Regions from separate parts of the Mus musculus genome. Here regions 2, 3 and 4 are each linked to region 1. Evidence: chromatin contacts called from public HiChIP or PLAC-seq data. All regions are on one chromosome and are shown on one strand. Each heading gives the region's core, a stretch centred on a gene start, on an enhancer-like site or on the middle of the called end of the contact. The rest is flanking DNA. Distances are from core to core; before and after follow the strand shown. Region 1 overlaps Lncenc1 (long non-coding RNA, embryonic stem cells expressed 1). Region 2 has its middle 15 kb from the start of Enc1. Region 3 has its middle 17 kb from the start of Gm33390. Region 4 has its middle 21 kb from the start of Gm33390.

The links. HiChIP or PLAC-seq counts read pairs in DNA pulled down with a chosen protein or histone mark.
Region 2: an H3K27ac HiChIP or PLAC-seq map of embryonic stem cells shows a contact between it and region 1, with 14 read pairs. The contact joins two enhancer-like sites. A contact is called at or near these places in 15 of 484 Hi-C or Micro-C datasets (beige adipocytes, embryonic stem cells and erythroblasts), 18 of 115 datasets of contacts at active chromatin or transcription factors (astrocytes, embryonic basal ganglia, embryonic forebrain and 6 more) and 1 of 9 other capture datasets (liver).
Region 3: a contact with region 1 is called in an H3K27ac HiChIP or PLAC-seq map of embryonic stem cells, with 7 read pairs. The contact joins two enhancer-like sites. A contact is called at or near these places in 7 of 484 Hi-C or Micro-C datasets (embryonic stem cells and nephron progenitors), 14 of 115 datasets of contacts at active chromatin or transcription factors (craniofacial prominence, embryonic stem cells and pancreatic cancer cells) and 1 of 9 other capture datasets (embryonic stem cells).
Region 4: a contact with region 1 is called in an H3K27ac HiChIP or PLAC-seq map of embryonic stem cells, with 5 read pairs. The contact joins two enhancer-like sites. A contact is called at or near these places in 1 of 115 datasets of contacts at active chromatin or transcription factors (embryonic stem cells) and 1 of 9 other capture datasets (embryonic stem cells).

The regions. Positions count from the first base shown.
Region 1 is chr13:97,465,508-97,472,990 of GRCm38.p6, reverse strand. All of the region lies in intron 1 of Lncenc1 (long non-coding RNA, embryonic stem cells expressed 1), which reads right to left. Among named protein-coding and RNA genes, the nearest start is that of Lncenc1, 34 kb to the right of the region's middle. Within about 2 kb of position 2,845, at least 31 of the 459 cell types and tissues checked have an H3K27ac peak or open chromatin away from gene starts, as enhancers often do. A contact at or near this core is called in embryonic stem cells, where this site is marked.
Region 2 is chr13:97,222,258-97,229,740 of GRCm38.p6, reverse strand. No RefSeq gene overlaps it. Among named protein-coding and RNA genes, the nearest start is that of Enc1, 15 kb to the left of the region's middle. Within about 2 kb of position 4,615, at least 20 of the 459 cell types and tissues checked have an H3K27ac peak or open chromatin away from gene starts, as enhancers often do. A contact at or near this core is called in embryonic stem cells, where this site is marked.
Region 3 is chr13:97,278,813-97,286,295 of GRCm38.p6, reverse strand. No RefSeq gene overlaps it. Among named protein-coding and RNA genes, the nearest start is that of Gm33390, 17 kb to the left of the region's middle. Within about 2 kb of position 3,980, at least 31 of the 459 cell types and tissues checked have an H3K27ac peak or open chromatin away from gene starts, as enhancers often do. A contact at or near this core is called in embryonic stem cells, where this site is marked.
Region 4 is chr13:97,316,394-97,323,876 of GRCm38.p6, reverse strand. No RefSeq gene overlaps it. Among named protein-coding and RNA genes, the nearest start is that of Gm33390, 21 kb to the right of the region's middle. Within about 2 kb of position 3,241, at least 19 of the 459 cell types and tissues checked have an H3K27ac peak or open chromatin away from gene starts, as enhancers often do. A contact at or near this core is called in embryonic stem cells, where this site is marked.

The DNA of each region.
Region 1 (7,483 bases), core at 1,596-4,095:
CTGAGGCTTACCTGTTTCCACAAGTAACAGTATTTACTTTACCAGTGTATTTCTTGACGCAACAGACCTACCTACCATTCCTCGGCTCATTTCCTAGACTTTTACGTGCTTAAGACAACTCCCGTGTGAAGATGGCAGATCAAATGGCCAATTCTGACTCTCTCTTTTTGTATCTTCCTCCTCTACCCTTCCTCTATGAAAGGAAGTCACCCACACACATTGTGTCAGGGCCCTCATCGCTGACAGATGTCCAGCTAAAGTTTCTGAAAACCTAAGTACTAGATAGATCAAAGTAGATTCCCAACATAATTAGAATATTTGGGGCAAAAGCCCTCAATGACAGAAGTGAATTAAGAAGAGTGGGGTTTCTCCACCCTGGTCCTGTGAGGACTAGCGCTCTGGGCAGTCCTTCCCAATTTGTAGCCATTGAGTCAAATGTGCTGAGGGGTGGGGTTGAAGAGTCATAGCCCCTCCCACCCCTTCCTTCTTCTGGGTCTCCAGATTGGTTGGTTACCCACCAGATAGTCAACTTTCTGTCAGTATAACAAAAATACTTGAGATAATCAGCCTAGAAAAGTTCTTGATCTCTGACAACGGAGCTCGTAAATACACCATTGCAAGGGACTGCTGAGTGGGCAGACAAATATTCATGAGTTTTAAATTTTACTGTATTTCTCGGGAAAAGAAGGGATTTAATAACTATAAAGTATCAAAAGTGGGAATTAAAGTAATCTTTAATAAAGTGTGCCCGGCGCACATAAAATATATAATTACAAGTATTACTTGAGAAAGACACATGGTTTGTTTTTAGCCTGGGGCTTTGCATTTTAAGAGGATGTGAGGAAACAGAAGGGAATGTAGAGAAATCATTATGGAAAGCTCTTGCAGGAAGAATCAAAGATACTGAAAGTGTTTTATGCTACTGATGAGGAAGCCAAAGGAGAGCAACAGAGGTATCTTCACGTACCTTAAAGGTTAGTCAGGCCTGCTGAGCTTAGCCTCTAGTCCTGTCCAGTTCAGAGCCACAGAATCAAATACTGGCTAAGAACCATTGTGCTGAGGGGTGGGGCTGAGAGTCACATCCCCTACCACCCTCCCTCCTTCTGGGTCCCTAGATTGGTTGGTTCTCCATGGCATTAGTCAGCTTCCTGTCAGTATAACAAAAGACTTGAGTTAATCAACTTTGGTAAAGGGAAGGTCTCATCTGGATTCCTACACCCATGCAAAAAGCTGGTTGTACCCCCACCACTTTTAATACCAACATGCAGAGACAGACACAAGAGGATCCCAGAGCCATGCTGGCCAGCCAGTCCAGCCTAATCAGCAAACTCTAGGTTCAGTGAGAGACCTTGTCTCAGAAAGTAAGATGGAGGGCAGCAGAGAAAGATCCTCAACATGGACCCTTGACCTCTGCCCGGGTACACATGCAGTGCATGTCTACCCTCACACAGAGAGAGCACACATACAAAAGGAGAAAAGAGAGGGAGGGGGAAAATCTGGTTTTGCCTCACCATTTTGAAGGTGGCTGTGTAGCATTTTTAAAAATCATGCAGCCGGGCAGTGGTGGCGCACGCCTTTAATCCCAGCACTCGGGAGGCAGAGGCAGGCAGATTTCTGAGTTCGAGGCCAGCCTAGTCTACAAAGTGAGTTCCATGACAGCCAGAGCTACACAGAGAAACCCTGTCTTGAAAAACATACACAAATAGATAAATAAATAAATAAATAAATAAATAAATAAAGTGTCATGCTTTTAAAAAAAATCATGCTACCTCCTTGCCCAGTGCCTTGGCCAGTGAGCCAACCTTTCCTGGTTCCCTTTTCTTCATATAGCTTAGTCCAGGATGGAACACAACCAACTCCCAACTCGAGATGTCTGTGATTCACCAGCTATCTTCCTTCCGGCTAGCTTAGCCAAGTCTCCATCAACTGTCCCATCTTCTTTCTCCTCTTTCTGAGGAAGAAAAACACTAGACAGCTTTATTACTTTAAAACTAGTCAGATAACACAAGTGCTGGGTGAATTTTATCAGCTAACAGCTAGCTCCCACCAACCTCCTTGACCCCCACCCTCGGTGGAGGCTGCATGCCCTAGGTGCCCCAAGGCCTTTCATGGTTGTTCAAGCTACTCCTCCCAAGCCTGTTGAAAAGGCCCCATCTCCCCCTCCTGGAACCAGGAAATCCCACCTTCACCCAACAACTTGCTCTTTCCTTCTTTACTGACATAGGGAAGCTGCACCTCCTCCGATAGAAGGTTTAGGCTATGGTAGGTTGCAATGTTCCGTTGCTTTGGACTGTAACAAGGCACTGGGACATTATGGCTTGGATGAATGGCAGATCTAAGTCACTCAGTTTATTGCCAAGAAGCAAAACATAATGAAGGAAGGATTGTAATCCCACGGGATTCTTCAGTGGTGTGTTCCCAATGACCTGAAGATGTCCTACTCTGAAAAAGTGTCACCACTTCTCAATAGTGTCATCCTTGGGACCAAACCAATACAGGAACCTTTGGGAACAGTCGAGATCCGAATCACAGCACCCACTCCCAATACCTCCTTGTCTGTCAGGTGAGCAGCACTGCCCATTCCAGCAGCATTCTGTCCATCCTGCATATGGGCTGTGATCCAGCTCCATGTTCACCAAGCTGCTCATTAGTCCGCTGTCCCCACCAACGTTATCTCCTCAAGCTGGTTTGCAGCTTTTCAACCTCCGTCGAATGGGCCTCCCAGCTTCCCTTACTCCGCTCGTCCTCACTCATCAGCCTACGCCCCAGAGCACCCATTCCAACCACAGACCTGACAGCATAAATCACCAGCATAGCCCGGTGAGATGGACTTCCTGCAGGCTTGTGGTTTCCACTGTAAGCTGTTTTAAATTCAGCCGTGATTCCTTTGAGCCTGCAGTTCCCTTGCATTGTTCTCAGGTCTCTCTAAGATCCGGCCCATCCCAGCCTCTTCACCCTGACTTTCCAGCAGACAGTCTCATGCCCTTCACCTCCTCATGTTTCCCTACTTTCTTCTTGCCAGTGCCTCTACCTGGATTCCCATCTGATCTTCTCCAGGCAGAGGAATCTGAAGCATCTTGTACAAAACTGATCAAAGACCCCTTTTACACTCTGCTGAACCTTCAAATCGGATTGATCACACATTGTAATTTTTATCTATGTGTCTTTCCTACCACACTATTAACTTACTGAAAGTAGGAATTGTGTCTCATTTGCCTGGGTGTTTCTTTAGGGCTTAGCAGAGTAGCTGGTATGTAGTACCTGTTTGTCAAAGGGGAAAAAAAATAGCTCCCATTTCAAGGATTTGCTTTCTAGTTTGCCTAATGTATCCAGCCTGCCTGGGAGCTGGCACATGGGGCAGGATTCTTGGAGCTGGTTAAAAAAAAGTCAGGGAGCGACCCCAGTGGCTTCTGTTGGGCATCCTTCTACACTCCAGTGTCTGGATGAAAGCTGACAGCTCCTGCCTTGTCTGTTTCTAAGTGTCATAACTGGAACAAAATACCTTCATTAGCCAGTCTGGCCACATCGCAAACACATGGCTTTGAAAGCAGACTGCTCGGATCTTTTCTGGTTCCTATGGATACGATGCCTCTTTTGACCCACTGGGATCCATCTATGTGGGCAGCTGCCATATCTGAACATAAAATACAGCAGTGAACATTGGGTAGGAAGAAGTCGGGGTAGGGGTGGGGCGGGGTAGCATTGAGAGAGAGCATGTGGGTGTTCATCCTTGCAGAAGATAGGATCTTTGTGAAAGCTTCTAGAAAAATCAAACGTAATTCTGGGGGGGGGGACACCCCCTCCTTTTGCTAAGTATAAGATGTGAAAAATCACCATTGAAGATTGCTTTCCCTTCTGCAGCCAGAGCAGAACTCTTGGCTCTGTTTGATCTGTTAGTTCTAGGCATTCCCTCCCCAGCCATCATCAGGCAGCCAAGCACTCTGACATGTGCGTAACTAGGAAGCAAACTAGGCAGGCAATCTGTAGAAATGCAATATGGTGTCGTCTCTTCTCTTTGCTCATTTCACTAACAAACACATACATCTAGGAATCCGATGATTAAAAACAGTACCTTCTACGGCTGAGTCCTTCAGACTTACCAGGAGCTCTTGCTTAAAGCTGTACTGCCTTCCTAATGAAGACTCTGAGGCACTAAATGAGAAGACAGCCCATTGTCCCAGAGTCACTTATGTGAAGCCAGGAGTCGGGACTCAAACCCAGCACTTCAGCTTCCAATACCCGTTCCCTTATCCCCACACCGATCATCGCCTTCCTTCCTGCCTGGCTGCCAGCTAGGCCTCAGCCACTTCTCAATAGAAGTGTGGGAAGCCAAGAAAGAGGAGATGGGGAATTTAGGTTCTGGTAGGTATGTCAACAAAGTAACCTCCTGGGTTGTTTTTTAACCAGTGTCTGAATAAAGCAAATAAATCCATCACTTTCAAACATGGGTACCTCCTTCTAGTAAACAAAGTAAATAATCAAACTGCTGGCTTATAGGGTTTTTTTGTTTTGGTTTGGTTTTTTTATGACTATCTCTGAATTTATAAATTCGCCTCTTGCCAATACATTGAAGATTTTTGAAGAGGTTTCTGATGCTGGATTCATCTCCAAAACTGACATCACAGATGGATGCCATGGGATTCTTTTGTTCTGACTATAGTTGCCCTCTCACCTTCCAGGAACCACATGATGTTCTAGACACAATTGGAGGCCTACTTTTAATCACATTTGTCAGTTTCAGAAATATCTGTCATGTAGCAGATATAGTAATGGCAATGCATTGTAATTCTAGAACACTGTGGCTTGTGAAAATCTTTATTATTTTGTAACACTACCCCTTTTCCTTCCAGCATAAGGTTCCCTCCCTGGCCATGAGGTTGATATAACAGATACAACATTTTCCCAGTTCCTCTTCTTTGGTACTGGGAACAGAACCCAGGGTCTTATTCATGCCACATCTCCACTGAGCTACATGCCCAGGGTTCGGGTATCAGCATTTTGACTTTATAGATTAAGACACATGGAACCCGAAAAGGTTTGAGACAGGATATGTGATCATGCTGTGAACCCTAAGATTGTGTTGTTTACTAGAAAAACCTGTTTCTAAAACTTTTAATCCCTCTGGCTGGAATACAGACATGCCCTTAGTACACACCTGTAATCCCAAACAATGAAGGTAAAGTTAGTTTGTAGAAAGAGGCACCCACACTTGAAAGTGATGTCTAATTGAGTAGCAGGAAAAGTGATGAATCAAGGAAAGATTTGGCAGAATAGGACATGCTGAACTCAAGAGAGATGAAGGAGAGGTGACTTAAGAGAGAACAGTGCAGAAAGGAGAGAGAGAGGCCAGGACAGTTGGACACAAACAGGTTGTAGAGACAGAACAAGCTAGACACAGGTGAAGACAGACAAGCTGGAGAATGAGTAGGAACCAGAAGATTAGAACATATTGCCAACGTTAGTATGGAGCCAAACAGAGCAATTCAAGAGAAACCAAGAGAATCCAGATTGAATCAGTCAGCTTGGAGAGGAGTTTGAGCTAGAACAGCTGAGTTGAACCAGCCAGCCAGAGATCAGAAAGAACTAAGAAGGGTAAACTTAGTACTAAGTCTCAGAGGCTGAAAACATTCCAGGTCTAGATTAGATTGTACAGAGGCTAGAAGTTTCCAGGACTAGGCCCACGTTAGCAGACAAAGGCAGTAAGCCTCCAATACGACAATTACGAAGGGTAACAAATGTCCAGCTTACTAAAACTGACGAACCGGGAACTACAAAATCCTAAAGTCCTAACCCCAAATCAAATGGTTTTTTCTTGCCAACTAGAATGTTCCTTTTTCTGCCTTCCCCTACCTGCCCCCATAAAACCACTGCCAAGACAGCAAACATTTATTGCAAGTTTTAAGGAACAACAATTAGATTGTTGGTAAAAGAGTGGGACCCTCTCCTGAATGGAAAATGGGGCCTCTCCTCTTGTAGGCACAGAGACAGAGAGAGAGAGAGAGAGAGAGAGAGAGAGAGAGAGAGAGAGAGACAGAGAGACAGAGAGAGAGACAGAGAGAGACAGAGAGAGACAGAGAGAGACAGAGACAGAGAAAGAGAGACAGAGACAGAGACAGAGAGACAGAGAGAGACAGAGACAGAGAGAGAGAGAGCACAATATACTACCATAACTGTACACTCCCTTATCTATGTCTCCCACATGTTAATTCTTAATCTTAAATCCATGAACCCCTCACAATTGAACAGCATTCATTGTTTTCAAGGAGACTGTCCTAGTCTTCACAAATTCTCAGAGTTTCACAAAAGGAACTGAAGAGTATTGTCCGACTATATAAAGCTACCAAGCCCCTGCTCTTCCACTCTGACCATTGGGCCCTACATGTAACAAGAGTTTTTACATGCATTCCTGTGCACTTGAACAAAATGTGTGGCTACATAGTTCTTTGCTTCTCCGCTTGTTTGTTTTGTCAAACTTTGATTCCACAATGGCCTGAGTATTTTATAAACTGAAGGATGTGCTAGACAGGACCCCAGCACCATAGCCAAATGTTAAGGAGGAAGAGTTGAAATTTAGAAAAACATTTTGACTCTCAAGAGTGCTCAAATGCGGTGTGGCTGACTCGCACTTGACATTGTTCCTCCAGTTTTCCCATTTACAGATCATTATGCAAAGAAGGGGATTTACATATGACCAATTTCAGCAGAGCAAGTGATCCAGCATGTGTTCCAGCCCTGGCTGGTTACACATCTTACATTTTATAGCTATTTCCCTGTCAGAAGTTTAAATCTACCACACACACAAAGAAATAATTTTAAATGGCGTGTATCAGAGAATCACAACTCAGCAAAATATGGCAGTTTCCTGACAAATACTGAACAACTAGGTTATATACACACTTTGTGGTTCTGCGGTTGTCCAAGACACAGGGTGATCTGGGACAACAGACTCTCATCCCTGAGTGTGAGGTCAATTCCAAGAAGATAATCAAAGTGAATTGTACCTGGTATATGAAATCAAACACCACACTCTGCTCTTCAGCCTTTGAAGATCAAATATAATAAACCTGTCATGAACCAAGACAAAGAGCCACCAAGGAATGACAAATTTCTATCAGGTTCACATTTCATCAAACTACTGAGGGTGGAAATAAAAAAAATGCCCTTCCTCTTCTCACAGAGACCGAAAGAAACTATGCTGAATGAAAACTGGTCAGGTTTTTCAATCTGTTGACCAAAGCCAGCCTTCCACAGCCTGGAAAGGAACAGAGAGCAAAGAATGATGCAGAGGAGCAACACCCACCGGCAATGTCAGCATAGCACAGGCCACAATTGGTCACCAGCTATGGCCATGTACTGTCAGAAAGCTGTACCACAAAACTGCTGGGAGACTTATTCTGTTAAACACCAGAGAGTTTCAAACATTCAGCCAAGGACAAACTTTTACAGCCTTATATTCTTCTACTCCCAGTCTGAATTATTTTCC
Region 2 (7,483 bases), core at 3,366-5,865, 250 kb after region 1:
TGAGCATGCTGTGCAGGTGTTCTACTACCTAACTCCTAAGCTACGTTCCCAGTCCTTTTTGAGACACAGTCTCCCGAGTTGATCATCTAGAGGCCCCAGGATCAATGCCCAGCACCCACGTGGTGGCTCAAAACTGCCTGTAACTCCAGTTCCAAGGAATTGTATGACCTTTTCTGGCCTCAGGGGCACCAAGAAAACATATGGTGCTTAGATATCCATGCAGGCAAAACGCCCTGCACAGTGCAGTAAAACACCAACCAATGATGGAGTAGTTAGCTATGGAGGTTCTGCTTGAATGCGCACACTTGGGTAGCTGTTTGCTATAGCTCTTGTGAGGCTAATGTTGTAGGTGATTTTGGCCAAAAGTGATTCCTTCAAGCTGTGGTAATTATAAACGGATCACATTTTAATTACTTCCATTACCATGGTGGAATTATGCACCATGTTCATAATGAACGCCACGAAAGCTAAAAGCCAAGGAATTTTACACGTTCACTGAGTGGCTGTGAGTCTGGTTGGGGAGGTCAGCCACAGGTCAGACCTGGAAAGTAGTTGCAGACCTGTTCTAGTCCATTACCTTGTTGATGAAAAACACAGCTCTGGTCTTAAAAGGACTGAAAGGTTGTTTGTTTGTTTGTTTGTTTGTTTGTTTGTTTGTTTGTTTTCAAATGGAGCCATTTTGAGTGACCATGGCTCAGGAACACAGACTTAGGTCACTCCAAATTCCATGTTCCAACATGAAAGCAGTTTTGCTAAATTTTATAGTTTTACAAAACAAAAAGAAAGTCATAAATCAAGGTGAGATTAAAATACAGTGATGGAGCCGGGCGTGGTGGCGCACGCCTTTAATCCCAGCACTCGGGAGGCAGAGGCAGGTGGATCTCTGAGTTCGAGGCCAGCCTGGTCTACAAAGTGAGTTCCAGGACAGCCAGGGCTATACGGAGAAACCCTGTCTCGAAAAACCAAAAATAAATAAATAAATAAATAAATAAATAAATAATGATAATAATAAAAAAAAATACAGTGATGGGTACATCAGAAAAGTAGGTACAGCAAGATGGAGGAATCTTATCGAATGGCTTCAAAGGCTTTTTGATGACATTCTTAGCTATTAGGTAGGAGGACGAAAGTTTTCTATTGGTCACAGGATGCTAGTTGTAACACATTGGGGCAAGGGATGGCTATTCAGGGGCTAAAGCTAGCCTACAATAAGGTACCTAGCCCTGGACTTGCAACATTGCAACCTCCCCACATCATTGTACTGCTAATCAGTCAGTCTCAGCAGACACAGTTTTGTTTTGTTTTGTTTTTTTCCAGGAATTATCATTCACATTCTAAACTAGTCTAAAGCCAGTCTTGAGCTGGGTGGTGGTGGTGCACACCTTTAATCCCAGCACTTGGGAGGCAGAGGCAGGCAGATTTCTGAGTTTGAGGCCAGCCTGGTCTACAGAGTAAATTCCAGGACAGCCAGAGCTATATGGAGAAATTCTGTCTTGAAAAACTAAAAGAAAAACAGATTAACTCTGACTCTGATCCTATGGATGCCAAGGTTGTGTGGTGCCAGGGCACAGACAGTGAGTCCTCCCGGTCTTCACAGTCCTCCCAGGCAGTCCTCTCAATCCTCCCAGTCCTCCCAGGTGAGGCTGCCCTCACTCCATTTGCCCCACTCAGACACAGCATGTGTCCCCAGGAGTTGCCAGTCCAAACAAGTTCCCAAGACAGGAATGTGAGGAGCAACAGGGCTCCAAAATGTGGTTCACTAAAACCATCTGTCTCTAGAGTGAGCAGGTATCGCCTTACACCTTGGTTTCACCTGGGGAACTTGCTGAGCCCAGAGTCTGATGACTCAGGAGATCTGGGGTGGGGAGAGTCAGTTTGCATTTACACCAAGCTCCCAGTGGTTGTCAGGGATGCTGGTCTTCAGACTACCCCTGAACGTGGAGGCATGGTAGCATACAGTGTCACAGAAGCCAGCTGTGCCACAGAACCAGACTGTGACATCACCCAACCCTTCAAACCCTGAGACTCTGCCTCCTTAGGAAGGAGGAAAGCCCTCCTCAACAGACACAGTCCGTGCTTTGTAAAGAACTGGTGGATCCCCTGGGAAGAGCTTCCTAGAGAAGCTGTTGATTGGTGAGCTGGGTATAAAAGACAGGCGTTTAACATGCTGGAGAGGAACAGGCGCACCCACAGCATGAATCTACGTGAGCCTCAGATAGGTTAAACAGAAGACATAAATGAATGTGTATGGGCTGTAAGCAAGAGATGAGATCACCAGGGACCCCACAAACCTGCAGGTGCAAGTTGTAGGCTGAACAGCTGAGAACTAGCTTAGCAACACGGAGTCTGACAGGGTTAGGTGAGCCCAGATCAGCTCCAGGGCTCTGGAGCCTGCTTTCGGCCTGCAGCTCCAACCTGGATCCCACATGTTCAGAAGCAGTAGTTAGGGGATGGGGCTCGTAAGTCCTCCTGGGAACTGAGGGGAGGCACTAGGAATGAAGCATAAATGGTTCTTTGATCCCAAGTGCCCTTTCCCATCAGCTGTCTGTTAAGATAAGGATACAAAATGACAGATGTGATTGGTTGTGGCAGGCCTCAGTAAGGGCTGAGATAAGAAAATCCAGCTTTTAAGGATTTTCTGGTACCAGGATGAATTTGAGGATAACTCTTAAAGTGTTAAACTTTTTCCCCTTTCATTTTGAAGAGAGTTAAACTATCCATCATGTGTCTCTCAGAGCCTATAAAATGTTGCCAGCATTATTGTGAAGCAAAGCTGGTTAGAGTGAATCAGCTTAGACACTGAACTATTATTAAATGCAAGGGACTTTAAGCAGCAAAAAAAACAATATGCTGTATTTTAAAGAAACCGATTCCCCTTTATACAACAAAGCCAACACTGTGGCCATCATTATTGTTCTTGCTTTATATGTTATTACCTAAAACTTCTCTGTATAATAGGAAGCCTTTTCTGGGTGTATGTGCCTTGCTGGTATATATTTTTGAGCTATACCTTTAATAAACACTAGGCGATTGTGACTGTTATAATTGAGGAAGATCATTGTGATTATTAATAAGAGAAAATTCTTCTCAAAACCTCTGAAATAAGGAAGGAAGGAAAATAGTATTTGATCAAATATACTTCACTCTAAGGTTCACATGTTGTCTTTTCCAATTAGGACCTACCAGGGGTAGATAGGCTAAGAGTTCGGGGGTTAAGGCTGATGACTGACAGTTAGTGAATAAAGAGGACATGTATTTGAAAAGAAGCAAGAAGCAGTAGATGACAGGGTTTCAGAGGAGAGAAAGGGGAGAGCAATTGTATTATAATCTCATAAGCAAGAGAAATTATTAAAAACCAAAGAAAGTGCTTGCTGAGCCACCTTGAGGACCAGTGTTTAGACCCCACATAACAAGCTGAGAGTCCTACTAAGAACTGTGATCCAATACCCTCCTCTGGCCTCCCATACTATGATGAGCTCATACACTCTCTGTCTCTGTCTCTGTCTCTCTCTGTGTCTCTCTTTCTCTGTCTGTCTCTCTCTCTCTCTGTCTGTCTGTCTCTCTCTCTGTCTCTTTCTCTGTCTCTCTTCTCTCTTTTTCTGTACCTCTCTCTATTTCTCTCATACATACACAAATAAATAAATAATTTAAAAAAGGAACTACTACTCACATCTGTGCCCAACTAATGTGATATTGTACTGAATTATTCATTTTAATGCTTCCTAAGGCTGGCGAGATGGCTCAGCTGGTAAAGACTATTGCCACTAAGCCTGACCAGGTTCGACCCCTACCAGCTCCCAAGGGGTGGCCTCTAACTTACAGCATGGCACACACACAAAATAAATAAGTGTGATTAAAAATATAGCTTCCTAAATCTCTTCTACGTGTACTTAGTCAGCATGTTATTGTCCTAATGGGTAATTGTTTTAACTCCATTAAAATAATGACTCTCATTTGTATTATTTTTCACATGTACAATATCATTTAGTCTCAAAAAAAATGCAAACGTCTCAAAATGATCTCCATTTATGGATAAGAACACCAGTGTTTAGAAAGATCTGGTTATGTGCCTGAGGTCTCTCAGCTGTCAACAGCAAATCCGAGACTCCAGCTGAAGTTACCTGTTACATAAATATTCTAATTAAAAAAGGAAACCAGGGCATTTTGAAAAATTCTTCAAGGAAAAGAAAATATTCCGAGTAACCTAGAAAAGGCTATCCAATGGCTACTTCATCAATCACGGCAAGGACACTTAACAGGAAGGAAACCTGAGGAGAGTGGGGCCACCTTGGGGCTGGTCTAAGCAGATCCAAAAGAAACACGCACTCAGCTCCTTAAAACCCCACAGCTTAACCGAAGCGGCCTCCCGGGAAGCAGCACAAGGAGAGGCGCGCGCATAGCATCTTCCATCTTCCCCCGCGCTGGTGCTACTGGCCAACCGCACGCCACCTTCCGCCTTCATTGCTTCCCTTGGTCACTGCATAAACCTTCCTACTACGAATTGAATCGTTTTAGTCTTTCAGCTGCGCCTGAGCAGTTACTTCTGTCAACACAGGGATAGGAGGCAGAACAGACTTTCAAGGTTGAAAATTAAAATAAAGCGAGTGGGTGTGCATGCATACGTGAGTGCTTGCGGGCTTTTGTTGTTCCTGTCTCAGTCTCATGAACTAACTAGTCACTCCTCCCCCTGAGGACCTGTGTAGAGACCCTCATCATCACCTCTGGCCACGTTGTTATCTTTGTTGGCTCTATATACCAAACACTCTGGTCTGGAGACCTGCGTTCACACTTTCCAAAAATCACATGATCAGGCTCTCTCTCTCTCTCCCTCCCTCCCTCCCTCTCCCTGCCCCCCCCCCCACCACCACGCACAAGTCTCTCCTTCAATGTCTAGACTCTAAGCTAACAAGTCCCCTCCTCCTGCCTCACTCTGCCTCATTTTTCTCCAGAACTCCACCTCGTGAGTAGAGTCCTGATACTCCAGCCTCCATCTCCCAAGTGCTAGGATTACAAGACTGTGTCACCATTTCAGCTTTACTTAGTGCTGGGTATCAACCCCAGGGCTTTGTGCATTCTAAGCAAGCCCTCTAAGGACTCGGCTACATCCACATCCTTTCCCTCGGTCACATTTTGTAACAAATCCCTGATACTTTGTAACGAACCTCTGTACTCTATACTCTTCTTTGACTGCTCACTATTAACTCGGCCTCCCAGGTTGTCAGGCGTCCTTTGTCCCCAGCCTCCCCCTTTGCTGTGTGTACAAAGTCCAGGCTTTCCTGTTCAGTTTCAAATTGAGCAACATAGTCTCTGACTCCGATACACTGGTGTTCCCCAAACCTCCAAGGCAGGTGTTCACACATCTGGACGATGGCAGATAATTGACTTCCAGAGATGTCAGCTGTCTTTAGGCCCAGAATAAGGGGCTCCAGAACCTTTGGCTGGGGAACATTCTAGTGTCTGTGAGCTGAGCACCACAGCACCGGGGACTTTATCAGACGTAGCTGGACGCATCCTAGGGACACGTCTGGAAATAAGGAGAATGAAGACCAAGGCACCTGAATTTGAAGACCAGCACCCTCTGGCAAATTGCCAGCTCCCAGAGGTCTCTGATGCTTCTCAGTGAGCACTCTCCTGGAGGACCACCAACCGTGTCAATTAGGAAAGGAGCCTGTGCAGTTAGGAAGTTGATGTTGTTCAGAGAGAGGCCTGGCCCTTGCCCTTAGCTTCTGTCTTCATTTAGAGGCAGTGCCCAGACCCACCACAGTGCAAAGTGGGAGCTTCCCGGTGAGAAAGACCGACCAAGTGATTTACGGTGGGGGCTTTAGCATCACATCTGGGTCATCCTGGATGCTGAAATGGACCAGATCCACATTCGATCAAGCCTGTAAAATGGGGTCCTGATAAAACCTCTGAACACCAAGGTTTAGGTGAGTTTTCCTGTCTGATAATAGTCCTGTGTACTGTCAGACAGTACACAGTGTCACACAGCGCATCAGCGACAGAAAGATGTGGACTGAGTATGGTAAACATTTGCTTCAGAGCCTTCCAGTCTCTGCCCAATGCAGCTCCTCTCCTCTGGCTGGCTGTGTCTTTATGGCTGAGGGTAACAGCTTTGGGTGGGTATCTGACGGTCCAGCTGACTAATAAATTGAGGGTAGACCCCAAGCTTGGCACCAGAAGTGAGAGAACTCTCAGGTGCCACGCCCTCTGAGCTTACCATCTTAGCTAATTCTGAGGACACCCCCATATCAACAGAGGATATGGGGGTTCTCTCAGTTGAAGTTATTTCAATTTAATGCCATTAGGTAGCTCCTTTTTCCCCCAGTTTATTTTGATTTCAATATTTTTTATATCACCTTTAAAAGCTTATCATGTTGGGGAAAGAAGACCTTTAGGGCAGGAGAAAACATGCTTTTGGTATTTATGTGACATTTGCACCAGAAAATCCTAATATACTTTAAGAATTTTTCCCAGTGAGAATAAATGTTTCAATGAAATCAAGTCACCTGCCTAAGGCCTCAGAAGGTTCACATCAAATCTAGGAACAGGGCACCGATGCTGGGTTTCTCGGGCAGCCCGGCAGACCATGGTCAGATCTGGGTACACATTAAGGTTGACACATACAATCCCAGTGTAGGGTGGGCAGAGGCTCATCTTAGAGGAGATTGTAGAACATCTGGCTTGAGGACTGTCTCAGAAATGGCTGTAGGGAAGTCCTGGGCAATTCTGAATGCAAAGGGATCACAAAGTGAAGTGAGGTTCCTGGCCAGGAAAAGCTGGACATGAAGCACTAAAAGTTACTAAGCTCTGTCACCTGGGTCACTGCCTGTGTGACCAGGCTGTGACCGACCCCACCAAAGTCTTATTTATCATTGAGGTCAGAATTCCTGGAGGTCAAAAGACTCTCTTCAGGTGGGCTGGCTAAAACTGGTTGGATCTGAGATGGCTGCCAGGGTGACCTCAGACAACTTCTTACTTCATTTAGATCCCTCCTGTATGCTAAATGACACAGCATGCTGTGCCATGACAGTTGACCGTCGTCGTGGTGTTTACTGGACATAGCCATAAAGAGGACTGAAAAGATATATCTCACAAGTTGCAGGAAAGCCCTTCCTGGTCCCAGAAAAGACAGAACTATATAACTCCTCTTCATTGTCCCTTCCCTCCCTCTTTCTTTAAAAATTACATCTATCTATCATCTATCTATCTATCTATCTATCTATCTATCTATCTATCTATCTATTTATCTATCTATCTATTCACCCAGCCAGCCATCCAGAAGATGTCCCAACCGGTAAGAAGAACAAGTGCTCCACTATGTTCATAGCAGCCTTATTTATAATAGCCAGAAGCTGGAAAGAACCCAGATGCCCCTCAACAGAGGAATGGATACAGAAAATGTGGTACATTTACACAATGGAGTACTACTCAGCTATTAAAAAGAATGAATTTATGAAATTCCTAGCCAAATGGATGGACCTGG
Region 3 (7,483 bases), core at 2,731-5,230, 190 kb after region 1:
TCTTCTCCTCCCAGTTCCTCCCACCTCCTTTCCCATCCTGATCTACTCCCTTTCTGTCTCTCATTAGAAAACAAATGGGCTTTTAATGAAGAATAGTAATAGTGGTAGTAGTAGTAACATCTGATACACCAGAATTGGACAAAACAAATGAAATGGAAAGAAACGAAGAGAGTGCTTTTATCTTATTGATGATACAGGAGATTTGGGTTGTCTTTGAGACTGCCTTGGCCTTTCTTCGCCCTTGGTGAACCAGGGTCCTGGAACACTTGACAGCTATTGCCAAAGCCACTCTGGAACCAGTGACCTCTTGCTTCTTGTCTTGCAAATTTGAAGAGTGAAATTTACAGGCCACCGAGGGTATGTTTTAGACTGAACTTTATTATAGGTAGATGGAAGCTTACAAGAGAGAAAAGGCCGAGTTTATATAGGGCAGGAAGTAGAATACCATTGTGTTGCTAATCTGGAAGCTTTTGAAAGGACTTGAAAGAAACTGTGGTGGGGTGTTGGGGTACCCAGGTACCTGTCTGTGTGCACCTTCCAGACAAGGACTGGTGATAGCAGGAAGCCAGGAGCCAGGACTCTATTCTGGCATTGCTATCCTCCAGCAAGGCCGTTCTCAGAACTGTGGCTTTGCAGTCCTCACCGAAGGGTTAATAACCTAAAAGGCTCAGGTGGACTGAGAAACTTAGGACAGGAAAACTGATGATAACACCAGTGGACTGTTAAGTTCTGGAACACTTCCAATAAAAGGATCAACGCATGTCTTTGAGTGATACCTTCCACTTTGAGACTGTCAGGAACTGATGGGTAGATGGTATCTTCCATTAGCAAAGTCTCCTTTAAAGTCCTGTAAATCTCTCCAAGCCTCCTGTACCCTGAGTGCATAGACTCCACCCCCTGTGCAGAGCCTGCAGCCCTTTAGTTGTCCCAATTAAAGGAACAATTCTGCTTGCTTCTGGAGATGTCACGTGGCCTCCATCATTCCCAATCTAAGCCCAGCCTCATCTCTCCATTTTCTGTCCCCTGTTCCCATCGTTTGATGAAAGTCATGAGGCACACATGAATACAAAGGAACATGTGGCAATCCAGGAAACTCAGAAGGCCTTTAGGAATTGTCTTCATCTGTGCCCTTGCCTGTCTCAAAACACCCAGGACTCAAAAAATGACTCAGCAGTTAAATGCAATGGCTGCTCTTCAAGATGACCTGGGCTCATCTCCGAGCACCCATGTGGTGGCTCACAACCATCTGCAACTCCAGTCCAGGGGGTTCCGATGCCCTCTTCTGTCCTCCAAAAGCAACAGACAGATACATGGTGGAAATATATACATGCAGAGAAAACACCCACAAGCATAAAGTAAACAACAAAACAAAACCACCACTGGATGGTCTTGATTTTAGAAAACTGTCTTGAGATTACTCATTTGCATTGCTTTTGTGCGCTGCCATTGCCCTTGGTGAGACCCAGAGAAACAGCCAGAGTTTCATCTTGTCCTGTACCAACTATCAGCTGGAGGACAGGACTTGCAGAAAGCGCAAAAGAACATTCTGGAAACAGTCCAGCATTCTGGTGATTCTTTCATCATAGTGAATAAATGATGGTTTATAACTTTTTAAAGACTTTCTCTGGTTTGATCAGTTTGGAAATTATTGAGAGTGTGTGACGTGTGTGTGTGTGTGTGTGTGTGTGTGTGTGTGTGTGTGTGCGTGCATGCCTGTGCATGCATGCCAAGAAGCACAGGTGCATCATGACAGTCTTCGGGAGTTAGTTCTCACCTTCTACATGTTGGGCTCTGGCATTCACAAACATGAACACTTTTACCCATTGAACCACTTTTCCGATCTGATTTATGAACTCTTAATAAGATTGCAAAAGTGAAAAACCACTCATTTCAATGACTTCTTTTTATATCTCTAGAAAAGAACTTGCTCGGCCACCAGCATCCGTGCACTTGCTGAGCCTCTTAGCACAGATCTCCATGCTGTGGATCTCCAGTTCACGAGGATACTGGCCACCCAGCTTTCCTGCCTGAGTCCTGCACCCAGTCACTTACTCTTTTCTGTAGGTCAAACTCTGCGAAAGCAGAGACAATTGATTCAGTAGGGACAGAAGCACTCTACCCCTGAATACCGCACTAATGGTTTCTCTACTGCTAGCATCCTTTCTGTCTCTAGCACTAAGTCTAGCACTAGGTGGCCCTGCTGATATGTCTAGCCTTTTAACATTGTAGCACAACGTAGTTATCAACAAAGTTCACACTTGAGAATTTTGCAACTGAGTTACAAAAAAGCAAAAATAATTCTCATAATGTTTTAAATAAGTTTATGATTTTGCATTTGGAGCCTCACTCAGGACTATTCTGTTGTGCATGGGGGCCACAGGCTGCAGGTGGGACCTGCCTGAGAAGGCATGCAGGGGTATATGTGGAGGTGTGCTTCTTCCAGGTGGCTCTCCCTCCTCCTTTTCTCCCTCCTTTCTCCCCACCTCCCCATTAAACACAGGTTTAGGGAAGTGACCTGCAGAAGGAGTCTTCCAGGGGCTTTGCACAACGTCATAAGAACCACCATGGAAGATCTGTCATGAGGCTGTGGGCACCAAACATGGAGATGGAAAGCTGTGTGTGTGTGTGTTCCTCTGCAAACAGGGAATCAGCTCTTATCTGGGGAGTCAGAGCACCTCAAAATTCTCTCCCTGAAAAGTTCCATAAAAGGGTAGGCACACGTTTAGCTGTTTCTTCTTTTCTTATCTCTCTTATTTTCTTCTTTTTTTTCCATCTCAAATCTCTCTTTTATATTTTCATTTGTCCTCCTTGTTATATTTGGAAGACCAATGCTTTATCCCTCTGCTACTCAAAGCTCATTACAGAAGAAAGACTACCTCAGCTTCTGAGAAGATGCCCTCTCATTTCTTCATTCAAACAGTGTACAGTTATTTTCATGAAACGTTCCTAAGAGAGAGAGAGAGAGAGAGAGAGAGAGAGAGAGAGAGAGTCGGTGCTTAAGACTTACCAGGCCAAGGACTTCCTCACAAGGACCCGAAGTCCCAACTAGACCATGAGCTAATCATCCTGTAAACTCCCTTTAGCTTCCTCAGAGTGCAGGTGCAATCTCATTTGAAAGATTAAAATCTCTCCGTTTGCACTCGGGTCAGCTCCTAGCCACGTGCTCAATAACTGTTAAGTGCAAAGAAGTACAAGGTGCTTTGGGCCTCTAAGTTGAATTCCAAGAATTTTGAGTTTACAAAAGGCAAGGAAGTGGGGATTTCAGAATGACAGATATGCTAAGTGGGAGCATTGATTAGGAATCTCAGAAAACCGAGCCTGGGGGAGGGGGAGAGCGTCTCCAGAAAGCCCGCCTGGCTTGCGGTCGTTTCTTAATGTGTGCTAACCTGTGTTTTCAGGAAAGCGCTATTTGCATGCATTTGGTTTTCTAAGGGGCTTTAAAAGGCGCTTAGTTGGGGTTTCAAATGTCTGCCTAAAGCGAAGCCTGTTTTCATCACTCAGGCCAAGTACAATCTTCTTGAACTTAGTGAGTGCTAAAGAAATCAAAGAACATGCACCTGTACCTGCAGGGTTTGCGTAAGTACGTGTATGTGTGCTTGCGTGCTTGCGTGCTTGCGTTCGTGCGTCCGTGAGTGCATGAGTGTGTGTGTGTGTGTGTGTGTGTGTGTGTGTGTGTGTGTGTGTGTGTGTGTGTGTGTGAAGCTGGAATGAAAAATCTAAAGGAAAAAAATAATAAAGCGTTTAGTAGGTTACAGAGCTATCAGTATTTGGTTCTGTGCCAAGAGTTCTTTCTCTAGTTTAGATCACACCGGAAAAATTCATCCATTAAACAAATATTTATTCGGCACCCAGTGCATACCAGGCCTCTTTCTGGTCTTGGTACTGGCGAAATGGCGAGAAGTAAACTGGATAAGCCCTCGGAGCTCTCATGGGGCTTAGTACAACAGGACAAGATGGGATTGTGGGTAGGAGTAAGAACGCGCTACAAGCTGTGGCCGTGAGCAGGGTGAGAGGTCCAGCGAAAGCCAAGGACTGCATGTAGGAGGGAAAGATGCTTGTCTGAAGCCTGGAAGATGGCTAGGAGGGAGGAGAGGGGCCGGTCTAATCTTTCTCCAGCTTTTCCCGGATGTCTTATAATGAATGGCCTTCTCTCTCCAGACTCTGCAGCGCGCCTGCCCAGTCTGCTCATTTCAGCTAAGAGCGCTGTAAACTTTCCATGTAACAACTTCTGATGTCACTGATCACTGTAGCCAGGCAATGATGGGTCCGTAAGAATTAGGATTTGGAGTCCCTAGCCTCCAGTCTTGGAGGGCTCTAAGCGTCTGGCTTCCCAAGTGAAGCTAAAGGGATGCAGGGGTGGCCAAAAAGGACTGAAAAGTGGCTCAGGGAACATGACAATCGGAAGCTTTTCAGGCAATTGAAAAGGAAACAGGGAAGGGAAAAAAAAACCCCTACGTTACCTATGTAACTGGATAATTCTCAATTATATACCACAGACTTCATTGTAATGACTCCGCTTAAATGATGTCAATATCTAAAAGTTCTGGAAAACTCAGCCATTTCCCTTAGTGGCATTTTTTTTTCTGTCTTTCCCCAGAACGGGATCCCTGTTGTTCACTCATTTATCCTATAGCCTGTGCCCTGATGTGTTATTAGTGATAGCTTCAAGTTTTTTTTTTTTTTTCAAGTTTTATAATGTGTGTCTGTCTGCTTTCTATCAGTCTAATACCCAAGGTAATTAACATGTAAAGAGAAAGGGCTTGATCTGACTCCCGGTGTCAGAGTTTCCATCAGGCCTTTAATGTCAATGTCTGGCAGGGGTTTGAAACATCTCAGGATGGAGTAAAACCATTCATTTCATGAGGAAGAAACAAAATCAGAAAGAACAAGAGTAGAGGTCCCACTCTGTCCTTCAAGAGAGGACCCCTACTGTGATTTAAGTTCAGAGTGTCCCCTTCCAGGCCTCTCATAGGACAGCTCTGTGAGACCTTTGAGACTAACCTAAGCCTTCTCCTCCCTAACATACAATGAAGTAAAATGACCCTGTCACACTGTCCTACCCTGAGAGCTCAGCCACGCCTTCCTGCCATGATGCACCTAAACTTCTGAACACAGAAATCAAAATGAACCCCTTGTCCCTTTTTGTCTGATCGTAGCAACGGGAAAGAAAATGAACACAACCTCTGAGACCTGACTCCCTCACTAGTCCCTACCTCTCAAAAGTCCTTTCAGACCTCGGGCGTGGCGGCGCACGCCTTTAATCCTAGCACAGAGGCAGAGGCAGGCGGGTTTCTGAGTTCGAGGCCAGCCTGATCTACACAGTGAGTTCCAGGACAGCCTCGAAAATCCAAAAAAAAAAAAAACAAAACAAAACAAAACAAAACAAAAACAAACAAACAAACAAAAAAAAAACAAGTCCTTTCAAGCCTTAATATGTTATCTTGGGGACCAGAGCCGTCCCACATGGACCTTTAGGAGACAGTCAAGATACAAATCATAGCACGATTTTGAAAGTAGGTTTTGTTTGTTTTAAATTAATTAATTAAAAAAGAAAAAAGAAGAAAATTATAGTTTACATTTGGCTCTTTTATTTTCCAGACTATCTCCAGCCACCAGAATCTTGCTTTTTCTTCCCTCTTTCTTTCTTTCTTTCTTTCTTTCTTTCTTTCTTTCTTTCTTTTTTTTTTTTTTTTTTTTTGACAATGTCTCCACATAACCTGGTTGGTCTTGAACTCAAAAAGATTGGACTGCCTCTGTCTCCCAAGTGTTGGCATTAAAGATGTGTGCCACCACACCCAGCCTTTTTTCTTTTTAATATAAGTGACTGTTCCACATAGAATTCCGAAGGCTGATTTCCCTCCATTTAGCCCTCTGCCGGCGCATCCTCTCCCTGTGACATGTGTAAGTGAACCAGGGCACAGTGTTTGGCCAAGGGACCACCGTCCACCTCACTGTTCAGTGGGACGTTGAAGGTACCCAGCAGCCTCCCTTATATCCAGAAGTGTCTTCAGCTGCTGAGGTGAGTTCTACAGGAGAGATCCTGGAAGCTGCACAACTGGGCTAAATGATAACCCTTTTAGAGATTTCTGAGGCTTACAACAGACATCAGCTCATGCTCCCTTGACAATGTACAAAAGCCCCACGTAGTCACACCCCTGTCGGGCATGGCATTGCATGTTCTCAGCCCTTCCTAATTTGCTAGGCAAAGGGGGAGAGAAAGATGATATCGTGTCCTAATTTACATTCTCTGCGGCTGATCATTCTCCTGTATACATCATTTTTATTTCCTTTTAGATGTACATTTTTTTCTATTCTTAGTTAGCTATCTTTTATACTTTTAAAATTCTCTTTGCTGTAATCCCAGCACTCAGGAGGCAGAGGCAAACAGATCTCTGTGAGTTCAAGGCCAGCCTGGACCATAGTGAGCTCTAGGTCAACCAAGACCCTGCCTGTCTTGCCAGGCGGTGGTGACGCACGCCTTTAATCCCAGCACTGGGGGGGTTGGGGGGGGGAGGCAGGTGGATTTCTGAATTCGAGGCCAGCCTGGTCTACAGAGTGAGTTCCAGGACAGCCAGGGCTACACAGAGAAACCCTGTCTTGAAAAACCAAAAAAAAAAAAATTGTCTTAAATTTTTACATACAGAATCACTCATCCTATGTCAACTCTGATCTGTAATCTTACCACCAATAATATAGCTTTCATTTGAGATAGTCTTAATTGAGATACAACACAGTTCATTTTTGTTTCAAAATAATTCAATTCCTACTAGGTATTCCTTATAGAGAGATTCTATTATTATTTAGACTGGCTGGCCTGAAACTCACTATGTAGAACACACTGGCCTCTAACTCAGAGGTTTTTCTACCTCTGCAGTTAACATTAACGGCCTTTGAAGCCATACCCAGCTGCCTGGTTAAGTTTAGATACATGGACACCTGTATGTTTATATGTGAGAATAGACACATATGTACATAACACAATGAGTAAACAGAAATAAGGAGAGAAGATAAAAATGATTTTTTTTTTATCTAGTCACCAGTTCAACAGAAAAACTTGGTTGAGTTGTAGGTTTCAAATATTCATAGAGGGTTCAAATGCTACTCACAGAAATGGAAGGAAGGAAGGAAGGAAGGAAGGAAGGAAGGAAGGAAGGAAGGAAGGAAGGAAGGAAAGAAAGAAAGAAAGATAGAAAGAGAGAGAGAGGAATGTAGAATAAATATACTAAGTAATGGGAACGTTTTACTTTTTAAGATTTCTTTTCATGTCTGTGCGTGTCTGCTTGCAAATATGTATGTGCACCACATGCAGGTTTGCTGCTCTCACAGGTCCAATGAAGGCATCGGGTCCCTGGAAATGGAGTTGCAGACAGTTGTGAGCTGCCTGATAGGGGCTGGAAAGTGACCTGGAGCCCCTGCAAAAACAGCAGTGATCCTCAGCGCTGAGGTCTCTCCAGCCCAAGAACATTAAAAAAAAAACCAAAAA
Region 4 (7,483 bases), core at 1,992-4,491, 150 kb after region 1:
TACATCATTTATCTACTGTCAATGGCAGGGCTCTGCAATGGCAGGGCTCTGGACACTGATGTATCTCTTTCAAAGAGCTTGCCATAAGTCTCATTGGATTGATTGCTACTCTACTCCTTGGATACCTCTTACAGTAGAAAGTGTAAGAAAAGGAACTGACCTGGGCACCTTTGGCATCCCAACTAGTCTATTTCCCCAAATAAAGGGCATAAGGGTGGTATTGGCCAGACAATGAACATAGGTAGTATCACTCTGCTAAGCAGTTTGAGTCTTGCCAGAATACCTCCTTATTCCTAAACATATCTGCTCCTGGGTCAGAACTTTCTGCCAACATAGTGTATAGGCAAAGCATTTATGTGCACCAAGCCCCTTCCCTTAAATGGCTGGCATGCTCTGAATCCATACCGAATTTGTATTCTGCTGAGTACATTTACATCCAGTTACACTCTCATCTCCAGCCTTACCTTGGCGGTGCTCAATGCTTTCATTTGGAGAGTCACCGGTACTGTAACTGGTAGGTCAGAGAGGTCATCATTGTCTCTGTGCTCCCCACCCAAAATTAGCTCTTCCTTCCCACTGTATTATTTTCAGTCAGATAAGTTTTCTTTGTGAAACTCCAAAGGCCAGTACATCTGGCACACTCGTCAATGTGTTGTGCCTATGGCTCCCTTTCCTTCTTTAATAGATTAACTCTTGGGACCAGTGTGTTGGGCAACACGCTAAGGGGAGACAGCCATCAAGCCGGAAATCCACAAATATCTTCCAGCTCTCCTCCGCCTTTCTGCTTCTCCCTTCTGTTTCCATGGTCAACATTCCATATTTGCCACCATGGACCCTCCCCTTAGATGGAGTGCTTCTTTCACATTCAAACACTTTCTGCAAAGGATTTCAGGGACTGTGCTGAGCCCTGAGGGAGACAGAGAGGCAGAGGAACCAGGGTTCCTGTCTGCAGGCTTCAATTGTCTGTATGTGTTAACATTCAAGGAGAAACAGGCATAACCCATAACCCTACAATCACTATTTTAAAAATTGCAGATGTGATCGGTGTTTCAAAGGAGAGGACCAGTGTGCCATGTAGCTGTCTGGTAAGGCCCTGCTATCTCTTTGGTTTTCTTTGATGTGTCGAAAGCATCCGGCATAGACCACAGAAGAAGGGTCTACTTTAGCTCACAGTTCAGCTGGCAGTAGGGACACAGAAGTGTTCATGTCACTGAATTTCTTCACATCTCAAAGAATCAGAAAGCAAAGCGCTTGAGCCAGGATTTAGACCACACTAGAGTCTGTCAAGGTCCTTACCCAAGAAAGCCACTTGCTCCAGCGAGGATCCTAAAGGATCCACAGCCTTTTAATATAGTGTCACCAAGTATTCAAACACACTGTCCTGTCAGTGACAGTTTACATTCAAACCAAAGCAGCCTGTGAAGAATGAACTGAAAGCTGAGGCATTGTGGGAAGTAGTTAAGTCAGGACTGATGTTCTTATACATGGTGGCACTATAGCCAAAGTAGCCTGCGAAGGAAGGCTGATAATGGCGGTCATCTGTGCTAGAAATTGACAAATGGGAGCCTAAGACAAATTAGGCCTTGAGCATTAACCTAGGAAGCATTTCCATCCTGTGCCCAACAGAAGCAGGAGAAACGCAGGCACCTCACAGAGTGAATGTGTTTTAAGAATCTAGAAGCCGGGCAGTGGTGGTGCACACCTTTAATCCCAGCACTTGGGATGCAGAGGCAGGTGGATTTCTGAGTTTGAGGCCAGCCTGGTCGACAGAGTGAGTTCCAGGACAGCCAGGGCTATACAGAGAAACCCTGTCTCGAAAAAGAAAGAAAGAAAGAAAGAAAGAAAGAAAGAAAGAAAGAAAGAAAGAAAGAAAGAAAGAAAGAAAGAAAGAAAGAAAGAGGAAGGAGGGAGGGAGGGAGGGAGGGAGGGAGGGAGGGAGGGAGGGAGGGAGGGAGGGAGGGAGGGAGGGAGGAAGGACCTAGAAGGCATATGGTTGTTTGGAAGATAATGGCCGACCCGTCCAGCAGGTCCAGTTATTCAAGGGTCTCGAGGGGACCTTCTCCTAAGAACCAAATTGGGGGATAGAGAGAGACGAGAACCTTGTGCGAATAACAACATGGAAACGTACTGAGTGGCATCAAGGTTCCAATGTATTAGCCAGGCCCAAGGTTTAAATGCACAAGCAAAAGGGGAAGTGCCATTCAGCAGGAAGGATGGGGCAGTAGAATTGCACAAACAAAAGGGGAAGTACAGGTACTTATCAGTGGGAGGGGTGGGGCAATAGAATTGCACAGGAGGGGTGGGGCAATAGAATTGCACATTCTTTAGGCAGTTACATGGGGAAGCAGGAACTTGGTGGTATCAGGGTGTGGTCAGGACATCTGGCACTGACTTAGGGCTGGAACATCCTGTGGTTGTTCTCGGAACAGTGTGTCGTGGCCCGCTTTTGACCCCCCTTTCTTCTCGGGGGGGGGGGGGAGGCCCAATTCAGAGATCAGGACAATTGTGTTGTCTTAATGGCTCCCAACAAATGGCTATGGAGAAATTGGACTTATTCCAGTGATACTGAGGAGCCAGAAGAACGATGCATTAGAGTGGGTTATTGGATTATCTGTGGACAGTTTTCATTCTTGCCAGGAGTTGCCGTGTTCCTGTTATATTAACTTTACCTGGGGAGATGTGAACAAAGGTCTGTTCACACAAGATATTTCACCGGACAAGTAACAAACCCACAAAGTCCACTATGGCAAACCCATCCATTTATAGGTTACTTTGAGAAACTTGGGTGATTCAAAATCAGCCCACCCCAGCCCCATGAGGACTCTTGGACTCCTTGCACAACCTGCAGGTAGCTCAGCAGATGGGTCAGAGTCTCCAGGAGTCCCTGCTAGTGGGAGTTTCTTCTAGGCAGCAATTGTTAACTGATTCTACAACCCCAGAGCAGGGCCTTGAGGGTCTTGCATATTTTAGCTTTCCGGGTTTGTGAGGCTATCTGCTTCCTGATCCTGACTTCATGAGTCAGAGGAAATTGTTACACATCCTGTAAAGATAAGTCGTGCTTTGGTTGGCGGGGGGGGGGGGGGGGGGGATGATGATTTGGGGGGATTCGGGGGGGGGGGTGTGCGGGGCTTGAAGAGGTTACGTTTGTTGGGGGGGTTACGTTTGTTGGCTTGAATTAAGCAGACACTAGGCTTCACCTATAGAGAGAGACAGTGAGATTCTGTGGAGACTTGAATAACAATGGCCCCCATAGGGTCACTGATTTGAATGCTTGGTCACCAGGGAGTGGTGCTATTAGGAGATGTGGCCTTGCTGGGTGGGGGGTTGGGGGGATGTAGCTTCATTGGAGAAAGTGTGTCACTGTTGGGTGGGCTTTGAGCCAAGCACAGAGGTTCTCGCTCTCTTCCTGCTGCCTATGGATCTGGATGTAGAACTCTCAGCTCCTTCTCCAGCTCTATCTATGTCTGCCTGCAGCCTGCCAGGCTTCCTGCTATGCTGATAATGGATTAAACCTCTGAAAATGTATGCTAGGTCACTTCCTGTCACAATTATTACTGATAGTAGTGGCTAGGCCCAAATTTGGAGAAAATACAAATGAACCTAAAACAATGGTCTAAAAGGTTTTGACGGATTTAGTTCAATATTTCAGATAGCCCCAGGCGTAGGACTGTGGAACTTCTGTCTGAAAAGTTGAAAAAAAATGTGAAGAAGCTCGTCTCAGGGGTCCATCTCGGCCATCTGCCCTGAACGCTGTGCTAAAGTGGTTCAAGTGGTGGACAAAGGCCTCCTTGTCCTCGCTGTCCCCTCCTTCACTCTAAACCTTAGCATCCTCCCCCAAACCTCTGTGACTAACACCACTCCATAATTACTATCCAATCTGAAACTTTCTCAGAATGCCATGGATCCCACCCATGTGGCGGGCAAATGGTGCCCACAGCTGCTGTAAGCAGGCAGTGCAGGCTGGCCCATAATGTGGGACTGTGCAGGTTAGCCCACCCAGAGTAAGAGCGGGCACGGAGCATACCCAAGGAGACTCCCCGAAGCCAGGAAGTCTGGGATGTTTCCCTCCCCTTGGCTTTGCATTAGTTAGCTGCTGTGTGAGGGTCTGCAAAGGTCATGGCCTAATTATACCTGTGGACACCAGACAGAAGCAGTGTGGACAGGGTCTCCAATGACCTGCTGTGCCTCCCTGCCCTTCCCCTAGCCTGAAAGTTCCCCAACCAGTCTGTCCAAAAAGTGCATGAAGTATTAACAGCATTGAGGAACAAATGGTGGGATTTTTAGGTGGTGTAGTTATACTGTAGATGAGAGAGAGAGAGAGTGGGGGGGGGGGAATACCATGCCTTTTACACAGATACACACTGACTGACCTATTTACAGATAAAAAATTATGTCTAATATGTCCAGCAAGATAATCCACTTGAGAGAGACTGATAAAGACTATTCAAAGTACTATCTCCTTGTGCTGATATAGAGTGGGTAATGAAAGGACGAGGTTAAAGTGTGTGTGTGTGTGTGTGTGTGTGTGTGTGTGTGTGTGTGTCTGAAATTTTCCATGATGAAAGGTTTTCAAATTCCACAAATATTTTCTACTTTTCCAGGGACCCTAATTTACAAAGCCAGACTGCCACAGATACCTTCTTCTCTGATCCAAGAAACCATCTTGTGTGTGCTATTATTGCATATGTTCTTTGGCTACCTTTTTCTTTTTTTTTTTTTCTTTTTTGTTATTGTTGCTGTTCGGGGTTTGTTTGGAGTTTTTGTTTGTTGTTTTTAAAGTTGTTTTTTTTTAAAGTATGTGTACATATGTGTGCCTGAGTATGAGTTTGTGAGTTTGCCTACACTACCCTCAGAGGCCAGAGGGCTTCAGATTCCCTGGACGTAAGGCTACAGGCAGTTGTGAGCTGCTGGATGTGGGGACTGAAAACCAAACTCGGGTTCTCAGTGAGAGCAGTACAGAGTCTCAATTGCTAAGCCATCTCTCAACCTCTGGTGTTGTCTTTGGTTTAGAAAGTCTTGCCATGTAGCCCTGCCTGACAGAACAATGTGACCCAGGCAGGATGGAAGAGAGGGCAGTCTTCCTGTCTCTGCCTTTCTAGTGGGGACCATGGATGTGGGGACATGCCTGTAATCCCAGCACCTAGGAGGTAGAAGCAGAAAGATCAGAAATCCAAGGTCATTCTTAACTACAAAGTGAGTTCACCGTCAACTTAGGATATATGAGAGAGAAGGGGGGGATGAGGCAGAGAAAGATCACCCACTTCTGTCAGACATGAAAATACTTTCCTGCCACTTACTAATACAGAGATTTCAAGAGGAAAAGAACTAAGGCCGTTTTCTGTGGTTTTTCTCTTCTTCTTCTCCTTCTTCATCCTTCCCTTTGAGTCAAGAAGGCTACTTCTGAGGTCACATGGTGTGGATCCTTCAGTACAGGCAGTGATGACTGAGTCACTCAGCAGGAGATGGGATAGCTGGAAAGTCCTTGGTAATGTCAGCACTGTTCATTTGTCTACATTAATGCCAAGAGGGAGCTTTGCGGCCACCTCCCATCCCTTGGAACACTCTCACAAGACTCTGATTTATCAAGAAAAAACGAACATCACCTGGCCAAGTTCTCCCTGACCAAAGAAAGACTCAGGTGTCAGCTTGAAAAAAAAATGCATCTCTGTTTTTTTTCATTTTCATAGTGTGTAGTGACAAGCCTCGGGCGTGACTTACTTGTTGACTGGATATATGTGTTAGAGTCACCGGAAGCAAGCAGAAATTATAGGACAATTTAAACCTTAATGGATTTCGCTTGGCACGCCCTGGTGGGAAGCTGAAATCAAAGCCGGTAGCAAAGTCATCTGTCAAGGGTGACCTGTCCTGGCGGGAGAACCTCCTTAAAAACCTATACATCAGTAAAGTCAGGAACAAATGGTGTTTTCATCCCTTCCATTCTTCATGTCTTGGGGATACACACTCTGAGGAGCAGGACTGGGGTTGTAAATCACTGTGCCTTGCTGGGGAGACAGTGAGCCCTCAGGTTAGTCTGCAGCTTGCACTAGGCATCTCCAGTCGTCTCCCCTCCCCCTCCCACTCAGCTCAGCCCTGGAGACTCCGTATTCACCTTCATTTATCTGAGGATGACTTAATGGGAAATTGTTAAGGCTTGAAAGGAATCACAAAGAAAGGATCAGCTAAGAGATTAAAGGGGTCTTTTCAGACCTATCATAAACTTGTGATAAATGGGGTAGGGAGAAAGAATTGATTTAGGCCAGCCAGTCACTTTCCCATTCTGAACAATAAGCAAACAAACACACAAACACACACAGAGACACACTTCCTCAAACCTTTGTTCAGTTGCTTGGTTTCTTTTATAAAAGTCGTATAAGCACGGCATCTGTTTGAAAGCTCTCTCATTTGATAGCACCACAGAGACATTAAATCCCACCCTGTTTATGTCCTCTGCGCCTAAAAGAAGCAGGCTCATATATGAAAGGAAACAGAAGTGGCTTTGTTTAACAAGGACTGCACACAAGTGCCTTTGAGTCTTCTTTAGAGAGTGTGTGCAGGTAGGCACGTGTGTACACACACTTGTACATTTGTGTACATGCATACCTCCATGAGGTGTGGTGTGTGTATTTATGTGTGTGTATTTATGTGTGTGTATGTATGTGTGTGTATATATGTGTGTGTATGTGTGTGTTTATGTGTGTGTATGTGTGTATGTATGTATGTATGTATGTGTATGTATGTGTGTATATATGTGTGTATGTATGTGTGTTATGTATGTGTGTATGTGTGTATGTATGTGTGTATATATGTGTGTGTGTGTGTTTATGTGTGTGTATGTGTATGTGTGTATATGTATGTGTGTATGTATGTGTGTATGTGTGTTATGTATGTGTGTGTATGTATGTGTGTTTATGTGTGTGTATGTGTGTATGTATGTGTGTGTATGTGTGTATGTATGTGTGTATGTATGTGTATGTATGTATGTGTGTATGTGTGTATGTGTGTATGTATGTGTGTATGTGTGTATGTATGTGTGTATGTGTGTGTGTGTATGTATATGTGTATGTGTGTGTATGTGTATATGTATGTGTGTGTGTATATATATGTGTATGTATGTGTATGTATGTGTGTGTATGTGTGTCATTTTCCCCAGGGTTCACAGCTTCACACACACACAGTTCCAGAGTGTGTGCCCCAGGCTTTGCTACCAAGTGTTTCACCTCTGCTCGGACCTGGACGTAGACACGGGCAGCACCAGAAGGGACCGTGCAGGGTGGGGGAATTACTATGGCTTTCCACAGTGTCAGAGGGCACACTGTGATGCCACCAGCAGGGAGCACAAAGCAAATGCGGCTGAAAATCTCTCTTCACAGAAGAGGGGAAAATGTTAGTTCAGTCAAGAAGCTGACACTTTGATTTGTATCCACTCTGGCAGGAAAACGGTAGAGGAGTAAGCTTTACAAATGAACAGGGGATGTTGTGGCCC